4 separate regions of the Sus scrofa genome follow, and all the other regions are linked to region 2. A link is a contact called in public Hi-C and HiChIP or PLAC-seq data. All regions are on one chromosome and are shown on one strand. The core of a region is the stretch at or near the end of the contact, and the rest is flanking DNA. Distances in the headings are between cores, read along the strand shown.

Region 1 (2,700 bases), core at 67-2,566, 470 kb before region 2:
ACCACTCAGAGATGCCCACTTTTCCATACAGTTTTCTGTCTCCTTTCTTAAAAAAATGAGTCATTGTGGCATTTATTCAGTGACTGTCAAGCTTCCAAAATAAAGAGCAGATTACTTCCGTCCCCGTACCCAGTCGGTTCCCCAGGCTGTCAGCGAGCAGGGCACCAGGCATGCACTGCTAGCCTGAACAGGTAGTCTGTCCCACTGAGGATTGAGCCAAGGGGAAGGGGCTGGGGCACGTTGTGGAAAGGTGTCCCCATTGTCACCTAGTCAGAAAAACCGAAGCATTGCTTTCAAAGATTGGCCAGAACCCTTTGAAAGCAAAATATAGCTGTGTCACTCCACGAGTTGGGTACAGCCTAACCCAAAGGCCAAAGGCCTGATTTGCAGGGGCCTTTCTGAGATTCTCCAAATGCAGTCATTCCGGCACTGTAGTGGGAGGCCAGGCAGCCTGCCTGCACTAGCCTTTCTGCAGTGTTTAGTATTCTCCTGTTTCAGAACATTTCTGCTCTGGGCAAACAGTCTGATTACCATCACTTTGCACGTGAAGAAATAGAAGCGCTGAGTGTTGTGAGATACTGACCAAATAAATGGCTAATAAGTAAATAGCAAAGACTAAACTTCATGTTCTGACCATTCAAACCATGGGAATCTGCTGGTGCAAGTGGAGCGTGAGGCGTGAGAACAGAGATGAAGGAGGTGTGGTGAGTGTCTGGGGCAGGCCTGCGTGTCACTGGCCACTGGCCACTGGGGAAGGGCTGGCAGTGAGGTGGGGACAGGGCGCTGTGGCATCCCTGGTAGAGAGCCGTTGGCTGCATCTGCAGGATCGGGCAGGAGGCTCTGAAGAGGTGACGTTTGAGCTGAACTTGGGGAGAGAGAGAGAGTAGATTCTGAGCTTTGGGGTCTGACCGAGGCAGGGACACGTGTCCTACTCTGGAAGAGATGTTGTTTGACGTACAGAGTCCTTCTGGGGTGCTGTCTGCTCCTCGCTAGTTTTTGTGTGCTGATGGCAAAGGTGGAAACACGGATCCATTTTTTCTTAGACAAATGCTGCCTGACCCAGAGAAATCACTGAACCACAGAGCATCAGAGCGGAAGATCAGCTCACTTCATCAAGCCCAGGGCCCTAGCCTCACAGAAATTAACCTGAGGACCAAGAGGTGCTTCAAGTCATGGGAGGGTCAGTGCCAAGTGGAAACTGGGACCCAGTCCCTCTTTGTCGGTGGTCACGTGCCTCCTCTATAGGCAGTCAGTGCCAGTGAGGTCCCGCTGGGTCTGCTGAAGCTCGATTGCAGAACGAGGCCACCCAGAGCACGGCCACCTCACTGGTTCAGAATGTGGACTTTGAGCTACAAAGTACTTCTTTCAGTTCCTCTTGTTCTCAGATCCTCAGAAAATCTCATGATGTTTGAATCTTTTGCAACCTCCTCCTTAACTTTGATGCAGTTGGCCCTTGTTCCTGTCTCAATGCTAACAGCTACTAGTTGCGTAACCTTGAACAAGTAGCTTGTGTCTCAGATTCCTTATCTATAAAACAAAGGTAATAATAATACTGTTGTGAAGATAAAAAGATTATTATGTGCAAAGATTATTATGTGTATAGCAGTACTGTACACCGAGTAAGCTCTAAAATGATAGTTGGTTTACTTTTTTGGCTTATTTGATATATTAGTAAGCTAGGTATGGTTTAGTAATGGCGAACCAGGTATGGATTAGTTATAGCAAGTGGTGATCCAAGTTATTCTTGGAGTCTGAGTGTTATTTAGAGGAATCACCCATTACTGTGTGAGCTAATTCTTCAAGTTAATGAATAGGCTGCTATTCCCCCCCCACCCCCCCATTCACATGGCAGAGGGTGATGACTGGCTAGGCCAGGAGCTGTGAATTCAGATGCCACGGGGGGGAGGAGGAAACATAAAAGACTCAAGGGTATGTGCTTGTTCAACGCTAAGGAGTTGCTCTTCTCTCTCTCTCTTTTTTTTTTTTTGGTCTTTTTAGGGTTGCATCTGCAGCATATGGAGGTTCCCAGGCTAGGGGTCTAATTGGAGCTGTAGCTGCTGGCCTATGCCACAGCCACAGCAACGCCAGATCCAAGCTGCAGCTTCCACCTACACCATGGCTCACGGCAACACTGGATCCTTAACCCACTAAGTGAGGCCAAGGATCGAACCTGAAACCTCATGGTTCCTAGTCAGATTCGTTTCCGCTGTGCAACAATGGGAACTCCTGCTCTTCTCTTTTAAAAAGAACAACTTCTCTTTCCCTCCAATTTCTCTTCATACCAGATTTTTTTCAAGCTATCTTTTCCTTTGTCACTTTGCTTTTTGTTTTTGTTTTGTTTTGTTTTGTTTTGTTTTGGCTATGCCCAAAGCATGTAATTCTGTAGTCAAGTTTCCTTAACGTGCTATGCCTGTGTTCAACTTAGGGCCTATTAAATTAAGAATTCATGGGAGTTCCCATTGTGGCTTGGTGGGTTAAAACCTAACTAGTATCAATGAGGATGCAGGTTCAATTCCTGGTCATGCTCAGTGGGTTAAGGATCCATAATTAACACAAGCTGTGGTGTAGGTCGCAGATGCGATTCAGATCTGGTGTTGCTATGGCTATGGCATAAGCCTGCAGCTACAGCTCTGATTCGACCCCTGGCCCAGGAACTTGCATATGCCACAGCTGAAGCCTTAAAAAGGAAAAAAAAAAGAA
Region 2 (2,700 bases), core at 15-2,514:
TGGGTTAAGGATCTGGCGTTGCCTTGAGCTGTGGTGTAGGTCGCATACGTAGCTGGGATCCCGCATTGCTGTGGCTCTGGCGTAGGCCGGTGTCTACAGCTCTGATTCGACCCCTAGCCTGGGCACCTCCATATGCTGCGGGCAGCCCTAGAAAAGACAAAAACAAAACAAACACATTAAGGTGAAAAGAAAAGGGCTGGGGAAGAAAAAACCAGCAACAAATCAGCTATGGTGGAGGGAAGGAAAACATAACTATCTCCTACAAAGCACCTGAGGATGATTTGGGACAAAGACCGCCAAGTGTTGAAAGTCTTTTTGGAGAAAGAGCAGTTGAGAAAGAAGACGAAACAAGAGCAGGGTGAATGTGGAACTAAACTGTAGAAAAGCCAGAAGTGCTGGACAGAAAAGGGATGCGATTTGGTAGAAGCATAAATGAGAGGGAAGGAGACTTTGGGAAAGGACCTGGCAGAACGAAGTGAATGGGTAGATATGGTCTGTAAGACTGGAAACCGAGCTGGGGTGGGAGAGATGACTGGGTCTAGGATTCAGAAGAGGAAAGACGCGGGGCAGGAGTGATGGGCTTGGGGAGAGTGGGTGGGATAGGGCCGTGAAAATAAGGATGAAGATGTAAAGAGGCTGCGTCCGGGAAGGAACCAGGCTGGGGGAAGGGTTTAAGGATGAAGCCGGGCAGAGAGGGTGGGAGAGGAGATAGAGTCTAGGGAGAACTTGGGAGCAAGGTGGGGAAAACAATGATCTAGAAGGAGAAGAGACCGGGGCTAGAAGAGCAAAGCCTAAAGGAAGAACGCTGGGAGTCCAACAAGCTGTCTGGGCGGAGTGGAAACAACTAGAGGGATGGATAGAGGACAAAGGATGGGAGAAAGGGTGAGGCTGGGTGTTTGTGTGTCGGGGGAGAACAGGGTTGGGACAGAGGAGAGGTTTCAAGGGAAAGAGTACAAACGGTGGACAAGCAAGTAGGCGCAATAAGAGGCTGAGGACAGGTTGGGGCTGGAGGGAGAAGTCCTCACCGTGGAGTCCTTAAAGGACGTGCCCGGGAGAAAGGGCAGGCCGTGCACTGGGTGAGACACCATCGCAGCCACCTCGCGCGGGCTTGGTCCTCCCGGGTTGCCCAGACGCCCAGCCGCGTTCCTTGGCCAGGCCTGGGCAGCTCCATGGCAACGCCAAACAGCCGGAGCGCCCGCTGCCAGGTCTGCGCGTGCGCTGTCCACGGGCCTGGGCGCGTCTCGCGGGAGGGGGGCCGGCTGAGGCGAGCTGGCCCCGCCCCTCCCAGCTAGGGATGCGGGTTGGCGGGAGCGGGTGGGCGGGGGCGGAGGAGAGGGTTGTGATGACGCGATAGTTCTCGCCGAGAGGTCCCGTTTGGGGCGGGCCCTTGGAGCCGTTCCAGGCCCAGGGGAGGCCCTGCCTTCGCTCCGCCCAGTCCTCACCGCGACCCGCCCACTCTCCCTTCTCCCAGCTGTGGGAAAAGGGACTTGACACAGTTCACACTGAAGTGTCAGTGGTTGGTCCTGTTTAAAAGTGTTATCTCTCAAGGACCCCCGCTTCCTTGGGTCAAGGGGCTCCGGATTATTCACGGTTATAACTGTTGCTCAAGGATGTTCAATGAACAAATGCAATCTCGTCCCTAATCCTGTCACTATCGTATTCTTTTTCCACTTTACCTTTCTTTAATCTACTGTCCATACCTGCAGTTCTGCATCTTCCCGGTTCTTGTTGGTTGGGCCTGAGGATCTTGCATATTCACCACATTATACTCAATATTTGTAGCCTAAAGAGGCATAGGGCGTTCATCTCAATTCCTCTGGTCTCTAGTTTCTACCCACCTGCAGCTGCAGTGAACCAGGAGGTGATACTCATCTCCTTCAAAGAGAAAACAAAAGTCGTAAGCAAATAAGTGAGGTGACATACTGCCAGGATCATAGCTGCTCTTTTTATGAAATTTGTTATCCCTTAAACGTAATCGTGTTCCTGAAACGTTTTCAGGAAAGAAGGAGAAAAAAAGTTTTTCAGCAGCGCTGAAGAGCTTAAAAGGAAAAACAAAAGTCAGCTAATACCCAGGTGCCCACACTTTGGATTCATTAGATCTGAAATGGGGCCCGAGAATCTGATTGTTATAAAAGCTGTTTCTGATTATGAGCTAGTTTAGGAACATGATATAGTAGCAAGCCTGACCCACTAAGGCCTATCCCCATGTCATGGGTGGGTTACTGCCTATACAGACAGGGGCTTTCGTTTTCCTGCTGCTTGTCAGAGCAAATACCCTTGTTGGGTTTCACTAATAAGCGTAAACCTCAGGGGGCCCAGAACATCAATCCAGTAGGGGCCCTGAAGCAGTTACTGGTGGCTCTCTCCACACCCTGCCCAAAGAGATTCTTTTCTAATAACACTTTTTCTCCCCTAACTACTCCTAGTTCCCATTTTTGTCCCCACCTATCTTTTTTTAACCTTTAATTTTTTTATTTTCTATTTGAGTGGTACCTTAATTAGGTGTTTAATACACTTTTTGTTTTAAATCTATGTGTTGTAGGAGTTCCTGTCGTGGCGTATCGGAAACAAATCTGACTGGGAACCATGAGGTTGCAGGTTCGATCCCTGGCCTCGCTCAGTGGGTTAAGGATCCGGCGTTGCTGTGAGCCGTGGTGTAGGTCGCAAACATGGCTGGGATATGGCGTTGCTGTGCCTATG
Region 3 (2,700 bases), core at 105-2,604, 260 kb before region 2:
CTAGTCCCAGAAGTAATTTAGGGACCTAATTTTCTCCTTAATCCAATCATCTGGTGTTAAAGGCCAGTTCTTCACCCTCCTCTGAGCTTCGCAGTTCTTCCTCTGATCCTCTTTTGAGGCCCCATCCCTCTACTTAGTGTAGAGTTACTTCTGTTGAACTCATCTCTGCCCTGGGCCAGTCAAACTTCTTGAGGACTAAGCTCAGGTTCAACTCATCTTCCTCTCCCACAGCGCCAAGCCCAATGCGTGCACAAGGCAAATGCTGAATAAATGAGTGAATGAGCTAGGGAACCAAAGCAATAACTTTGGCCTGAAGACATTCTGTAACTGAGCCACCCTCCGTGTAGCTCCACTGCCAGGAAAAAAAGCCCTTTATCTCCTCAATGAACTGAGTGTTGCTCTACAAAGACAAAATAATCTATTCTCAATCCTTGTAAGAAGTTTCCGTGCTCACAGCGAAAATTCACATAAAAAGCAATCCGCCCTGGCGCTCCTTTTCCGTAGCAGGACCGTATAACCTGCTTAGGACCACACAGTAAAACCAGAGGCTTGCGTTAGCCTGGGAGGGATAGGGGTGGGGACAATATGCCCAACGCATCACGTGCTCTCAGTGTCATCGGTTGCCCAGCACTCGGAAGAGCCAGAAAGCATCCTGGGTGCAATGCGGCAAAATAATTTACTGCACAACGTACAAAACCAGGTGACACGGCCCTGCCTTGCCCCTAGCCCTGCAAAATTTGACGAACCCACTAAGAGATTTCCCGCAAGTCATTATATAAAAAGCATTTTCACATGCTGAGGATCAATAATTACCTACCTTTTAACTCCTTGGGGCTCGAAAGACATTTTCGAGTGCAGTCTGGTTGGTGCAGGAAAGGTTTTAAAACCTCGCCAAGCATTTCTGTGATGGTCCAAGATCTCCACCCCCTTCCCCACCTCTCCGTAGCTCCAGGAACTCCAGGGAGGACAAGTGTCCAGGGAGGACAAATGGGAGATTCAGGGCCGTGGAAGGAAGAAATTCGGAGAATTCCCAGGCAGAAGAGAAGCGATACCCGGGAGAGCTGACCCCACCCCCTGCAAAATCCTCCCAAGGTTCTTCGCATTGTTATCTATTTCTGCGCCTTTGCATTAAATTACGGGCAGGAAGGTATAAGTTGCGAGACGTACAGCTCACCTGCAGCCCCAAGCTCTCCCCGCGGCTGAAAAGAGAAAAGTCGGGAGCCAGCTGCGGGAAAACTTCGTACCTGCAGTCAGGAAGCTGACCTCAAAAGCCTGCGCCTTCCGACTCTGGGCACTACTCTCCGGCACTGGGCGGGGCCGCTGATTCCGGGCGGCCCCGCCCCCCCTGTGCGCATGCGCCTCCCCCCCCACCATTCCGCAGCTCGGGTTTGTGTAGGATGGTTCTCCTTGTACCATCTGCAGCCCTCTCTGGCAATAGCATCCTAGGCCGCGGCCACCCTCGGTCACTCGCTCCTGCGGCCTGGCTTTCCGCCCTGGTGCCAGGATCTGCTGCTTTCTGTCGGACGGGGCGGGACTGACAAGCACTCGCAAGGAGTGGGTCTGGGTGTACCAAGAATTCCAGAAGGCGAAAGATTTTTAACCATGAAGAAGTTCCTTCATCATTCAAGGGGCATTTGTGGGATTTCTCCAGCAGCCTAGGCCTTTTATATACTCTCCTGTAGATTGTCCTCATTTTCAACGGTGGGAGCTAAGGTTCAGAAAGGTGAAAGGATTTCGTTGTCCTCAGGCTCAGCTCCTAAGAGAGGTGCGAGTGTTAGAACCCAGGCTGTCCAGTTTCGAAACCCGAGCAACCTTCCTTACACCGCCCATTTACGAGGTCATCTAGATGCGGAGGGGAAACCAGGAAACCGGTCTTATACTTCAAACCCAGGATTTGCTGGGCCTAAATACCAGAAGGGAAAGGTACACCATGCCAGAAGTGTAAGGCACTTGAAATCATGTCTAGTTTCAGGATAATCTATCCCCAGGAATGAGCTTTAGATTGATCTGGCATCGTGCCTTCTAAATACAACTTCTCATTTCACTCCAGTTTTGCCTTCTAGGCCACAATCCAGTAACTCCAACCCTCTCCCTTACATAACAGGCTGTCATCTAGGAGTCATCAAGTTGCTCTAGGGGTGCTTCGGGCTAGGAATAATAGAATTTCTTTTAAAAGGAAACCTAAGAATATACAGTAAATCTTGTGAACTTTGCTGAATCTACTCCTTCTGCTTAAAAATGCTTCAGGGAAGGAACGTGACTGTATCTAACTTAGGAGAAGCATAAGGTAGGCCTAGGAAGTTAACCAGGTTCCAGGAAAGTCAAGGAAGAGTTGATGGCAGGTGCTGGAATGTGGATGAAGGAAGTGATACCCTGGAGTTTGGCTGAGTGCTCCCAGCTCTCCTTCTCAGCCCCTCTAGGCTTTTGCAAAAGGGAGGATAAGGTTGAAAGCCTGACCCACTGACAGACTTTACTAGAATACTTAGCATTTTACTGACTAGCAACAGCAATTTTTAGATTTGTAGGAATGTGCTTCCATTTCTCCAAAAATTTCCACCCACTTCTTAGCCACAGGCTTGTTTTGATAGTCCAGCTGTTGTCAATCAGGTCCTGTGTATCTATAGATTCATCCTGAAGGCTGTCCTTGTCTACAGCATGCATCATTTGTAAACACTCTGAAGCACGCTGGATGCTGTCATA
Region 4 (2,700 bases), core at 24-2,523, 280 kb before region 2:
GCAAAGAAGTTCATTGTGTCCTTTTTTCAGATCCCACAAAGTGATAGCATTTGATGTTGGCGTCTCGTTGTCTGACTGACTTCACTTAGCATGATAATTTCTAGGTCCATCCATGTTGCTAAAAAAATTAAGTTTTATTTTTATGGCCACACCTGCAGCATATGGGAGTTCTCAGGCTAGGGGTCAAATCAGAGCTGCAGCTGCCAGCCTACACCACAGACACAACGACTTGGGATCCGAGCCATGTCTTCGACTTGTGCCACAGCTTATGCCAACACCAGATCCTTAACCCACCGAGCAAGGCCAGGAATCAAACCTGCATCCTCACAGACACTATGTCAGGTTCTTAACCCACTGAGCCACAATGGAGCTCCTCATCTGCCTTTTGAATTTGGAACTGTGCATTGAAGACTCCGGGTTCTTCTGTGCCTTCCTGGAATGCGGAGAACCCTGAGGCCATCGACTGCCCCTCTGCCTGGACACCTAGACACTTCTCCTCTATGCTTTTTTTTTTTTTTTTTTTTTTTTTTTTTTTTTTTTGCTATTTCTTGGGCCGCTCCCGCGGCATATGGAGGTTCCCAGGCTAGGGGTCGAATCGGAGCTGTAGCCGCCAGCCTCCGCCAGAGCCACAGCAACTCGGGATCCGAGCTGTGTCTGCGACCTACACCACAGCTCACGGCAACGCCGAATCGTTAACCCACTGAGCAAGGGCAGGGACCGAACCCGCAACCTCATGGTTCCTAGTTGGATTCGTTAACCACTGTGCCACGACGGGAACTCCTCCTCTATGCTTTTGAGTCATCCTGAGTTTGCAAGATGCAGGCAAAAGTTTCCCAGGTTCTCAGGTACCCAAGGCCACGCTGAGATCCTGGCATTTCTCAGCTTGCTCTTCCAGCATTTGACTGGGCTGATGTGAGCTAAGAGCCAGATTTCCTCTTGTGTAGACTTTAGGAACTTCTCCTCCTTCCCCTCCAACTCTCTCCCTCACCCTCACTTCCATAGGGTGACTGGACTCTTTCCCAGTTCTTCTAAATCATTTACTTGTGGCACATGTTGATTAAAGATGGCAGGTTCTTTGGCCTTTCTCCTCATGGGTGGGGTCGGGTATAATTCCCCTCCCTTAGGTCTGGGCTGGCCTGGCCTCAGTGACTCACCTGAAACCTATAGAATATGATGACAATACTACTTAATTAATCACCAGAAAAGGCTCTAAATGGCAGAGACCACCTTCAAGATATTCACTGGGCAAAAATGTAAGAACTTACTTCCTCCATGCCCAGGGTGGATCACAAGATCCCACACTGACTTGGAGTCTTTACAGAAAACATCATCAAAGCTGACTCATCCTGGAGTTTCCGTGGCTCAGCGGAAACGAATATGACTAGAATCCATGAAGACACAATTTCCATCTCTGGCCTCACTCAGTGGGTTAAGGATCTGACTTTGCTGTGAGTTGTGGTGTAGGTCACAGGCACAGCTCAGGTCCCATGGTGCTGTGGCTGTGATGCAGGCCTGCCGCTGTAGCTCTGATTCGACCCCTAGCCTGGGAACCTACGTATGCCGCAGGTGTGGCACCTGCCCCCACCCCCAAAAAAGGTTGACTCAACATCATGTTCACAAAACACAATCAGCTGGGACAGCATAATCATGAATAAAAAGAAGTAATCACCTTGGGACATAATTATCCCTACAAAGGGAAGCCTTCGTCCTAAATCATAAAATAGCTGCCAGTTGTTGGATGCTTACTCTCTGCCTGTCACTTGATAAGCCTTTTGATACTATTGTCCCACTGAATGTTCACTTTAGTATTATGGGATTAGTGTGATCATTCCTAGTTCCCAGATGGAGAAGAGACCTTCAAGGTTAAGTAACTTCTTAGCAAATAGAGAGCAAGGCCGAGATATAAACCAGTTCTGCCTACTGATTCTTAACACACTTGCCTGGAAGCATGTGGCCCTGCCTCTCAGTCCTCTGTCCTCAGCTGACCTAGTATGTCACCTCAATCCACCCCACCCATCCCTCTCTCCATCTCTGTAGAGGGTCCCCATCCTCCCCCTGACCTCCCTGGAAAAGAAACACCAGGAACTGTGCCTCTTTTCTCTCCATCCTAGGAGCTCCCAGAGGAATTTCAATGTTCCTCCAGAGCCCCATTCCTCCCCCTCTTCACAAGTGATGGGACCCTAAGAAGTAGGCTCCAGGAGCTCCCGTTGTGGCTCAGTGGGTTACATACCCGGCTAGTAATCACGAGGATGGGGCTTCGATCTCTGGCCTTGCTCAGTAGGTTAAGGATCTGGCATTGATGTGAGCTGCAGTGTAGGTCACTGATGTGGCTTGGATCCCACATGGCTGTGGCTATGGCTGTGGCCAGCAGCTGCAGCTCTGATTTGACTCTTAGCCTGGAAACTCCCATATGCCACAGGTGCGGCCCTAAAAAGCAAAAAAAGGCAAAAAAAAAAAAAAAAAAAGAAGTAGGCTCCAGATCCTTGTCCTGTATCCTTGGATTTGAGGTCAAGCAGTTTCTCCAGTTGCTGTAGCTCTAAGATATAAAATGTCAGAGCTGCCAATGGTTTCATTTGCCACTGTGTGAAGGGAGGAGAGATGAGAGATGGAGACTGGTAGAGCTCTAGCCACTGGTCCCTGCTTTTATGATCCAATGAGGTGACCTCAGACTGACACACAGTGGGCCGTTAGACTGTCACC

The links. Hi-C and Micro-C count contacts between places; a contact is called where the count stands out from the background. HiChIP or PLAC-seq counts read pairs in DNA pulled down with a chosen protein or histone mark.
Region 1: a Hi-C map of subcutaneous adipose tissue shows a contact between it and region 2, with 2.0 times the contacts expected there. The contact joins the enhancer-like site here to the promoter of EFHC1 in region 2. A contact is called at or near these places in 4 of 5 promoter capture datasets (fetal liver, fetal skeletal muscle, liver and 1 more), 24 of 47 Hi-C or Micro-C datasets (adipocytes, adipose tissue, alveolar macrophages and 16 more) and 2 of 2 datasets of contacts at active chromatin or transcription factors (alveolar macrophages and skeletal muscle).
Region 3: a Hi-C map of embryonic fibroblasts shows a contact between it and region 2, with 7 times the contacts expected there. The contact joins the promoter of TMEM14A here to the promoter of EFHC1 in region 2. A contact is called at or near these places in 3 of 5 promoter capture datasets (fetal liver, fetal skeletal muscle and liver), 34 of 47 Hi-C or Micro-C datasets (adipocytes, adipose tissue, alveolar macrophages and 18 more) and 2 of 2 datasets of contacts at active chromatin or transcription factors (alveolar macrophages and skeletal muscle).
Region 4: a contact with region 2 is called in an H3K27ac HiChIP or PLAC-seq map of alveolar macrophages. The contact joins the enhancer-like site here to the promoter of EFHC1 in region 2. A contact is called at or near these places in 1 of 5 promoter capture datasets (fetal skeletal muscle), 4 of 47 Hi-C or Micro-C datasets (alveolar macrophages, blood, embryonic fibroblasts and 1 more) and 1 of 2 datasets of contacts at active chromatin or transcription factors (alveolar macrophages).

The regions. Positions count from the first base shown.
Region 1 is chr7:46,710,052-46,712,751 of Sscrofa11.1, reverse strand. The region is part of intron 2 of ICK (serine/threonine-protein kinase ICK); the gene reads left to right. All of the region lies in intron 1 of LOC110261744, which reads left to right. Among named protein-coding and RNA genes, the nearest start is that of ICK, 12 kb to the left of the region's middle. Within about 2 kb of position 1,316, at least 16 of the 83 cell types and tissues checked have an H3K27ac peak or open chromatin away from gene starts, as enhancers often do. A contact at or near this core is called in adipose tissue, omental adipose tissue, retroperitoneal adipose tissue and 1 more, where this site is marked.
Region 2 is chr7:46,243,479-46,246,178 of Sscrofa11.1, reverse strand. It overlaps EFHC1 (EF-hand domain-containing protein 1), which reads right to left and starts at 1,264. Exons shown (of 10, transcript XM_013978451.2): 1 at 1,026-1,264. The coding sequence starts at 1,088.
Region 3 is chr7:46,508,378-46,511,077 of Sscrofa11.1, reverse strand. TMEM14A (transmembrane protein 14A) reads right to left here and starts at 1,354. Exons shown (of 5, transcript XM_005666469.3): 1 at 1,245-1,354.
Region 4 is chr7:46,524,569-46,527,268 of Sscrofa11.1, reverse strand. No RefSeq gene overlaps it. Among named protein-coding and RNA genes, the nearest start is that of TMEM14A, 16 kb to the right of the region's middle. Within about 2 kb of position 1,273, at least 7 of the 83 cell types and tissues checked have an H3K27ac peak or open chromatin away from gene starts, as enhancers often do. A contact at or near this core is called in alveolar macrophages and embryonic fibroblasts, where this site is marked.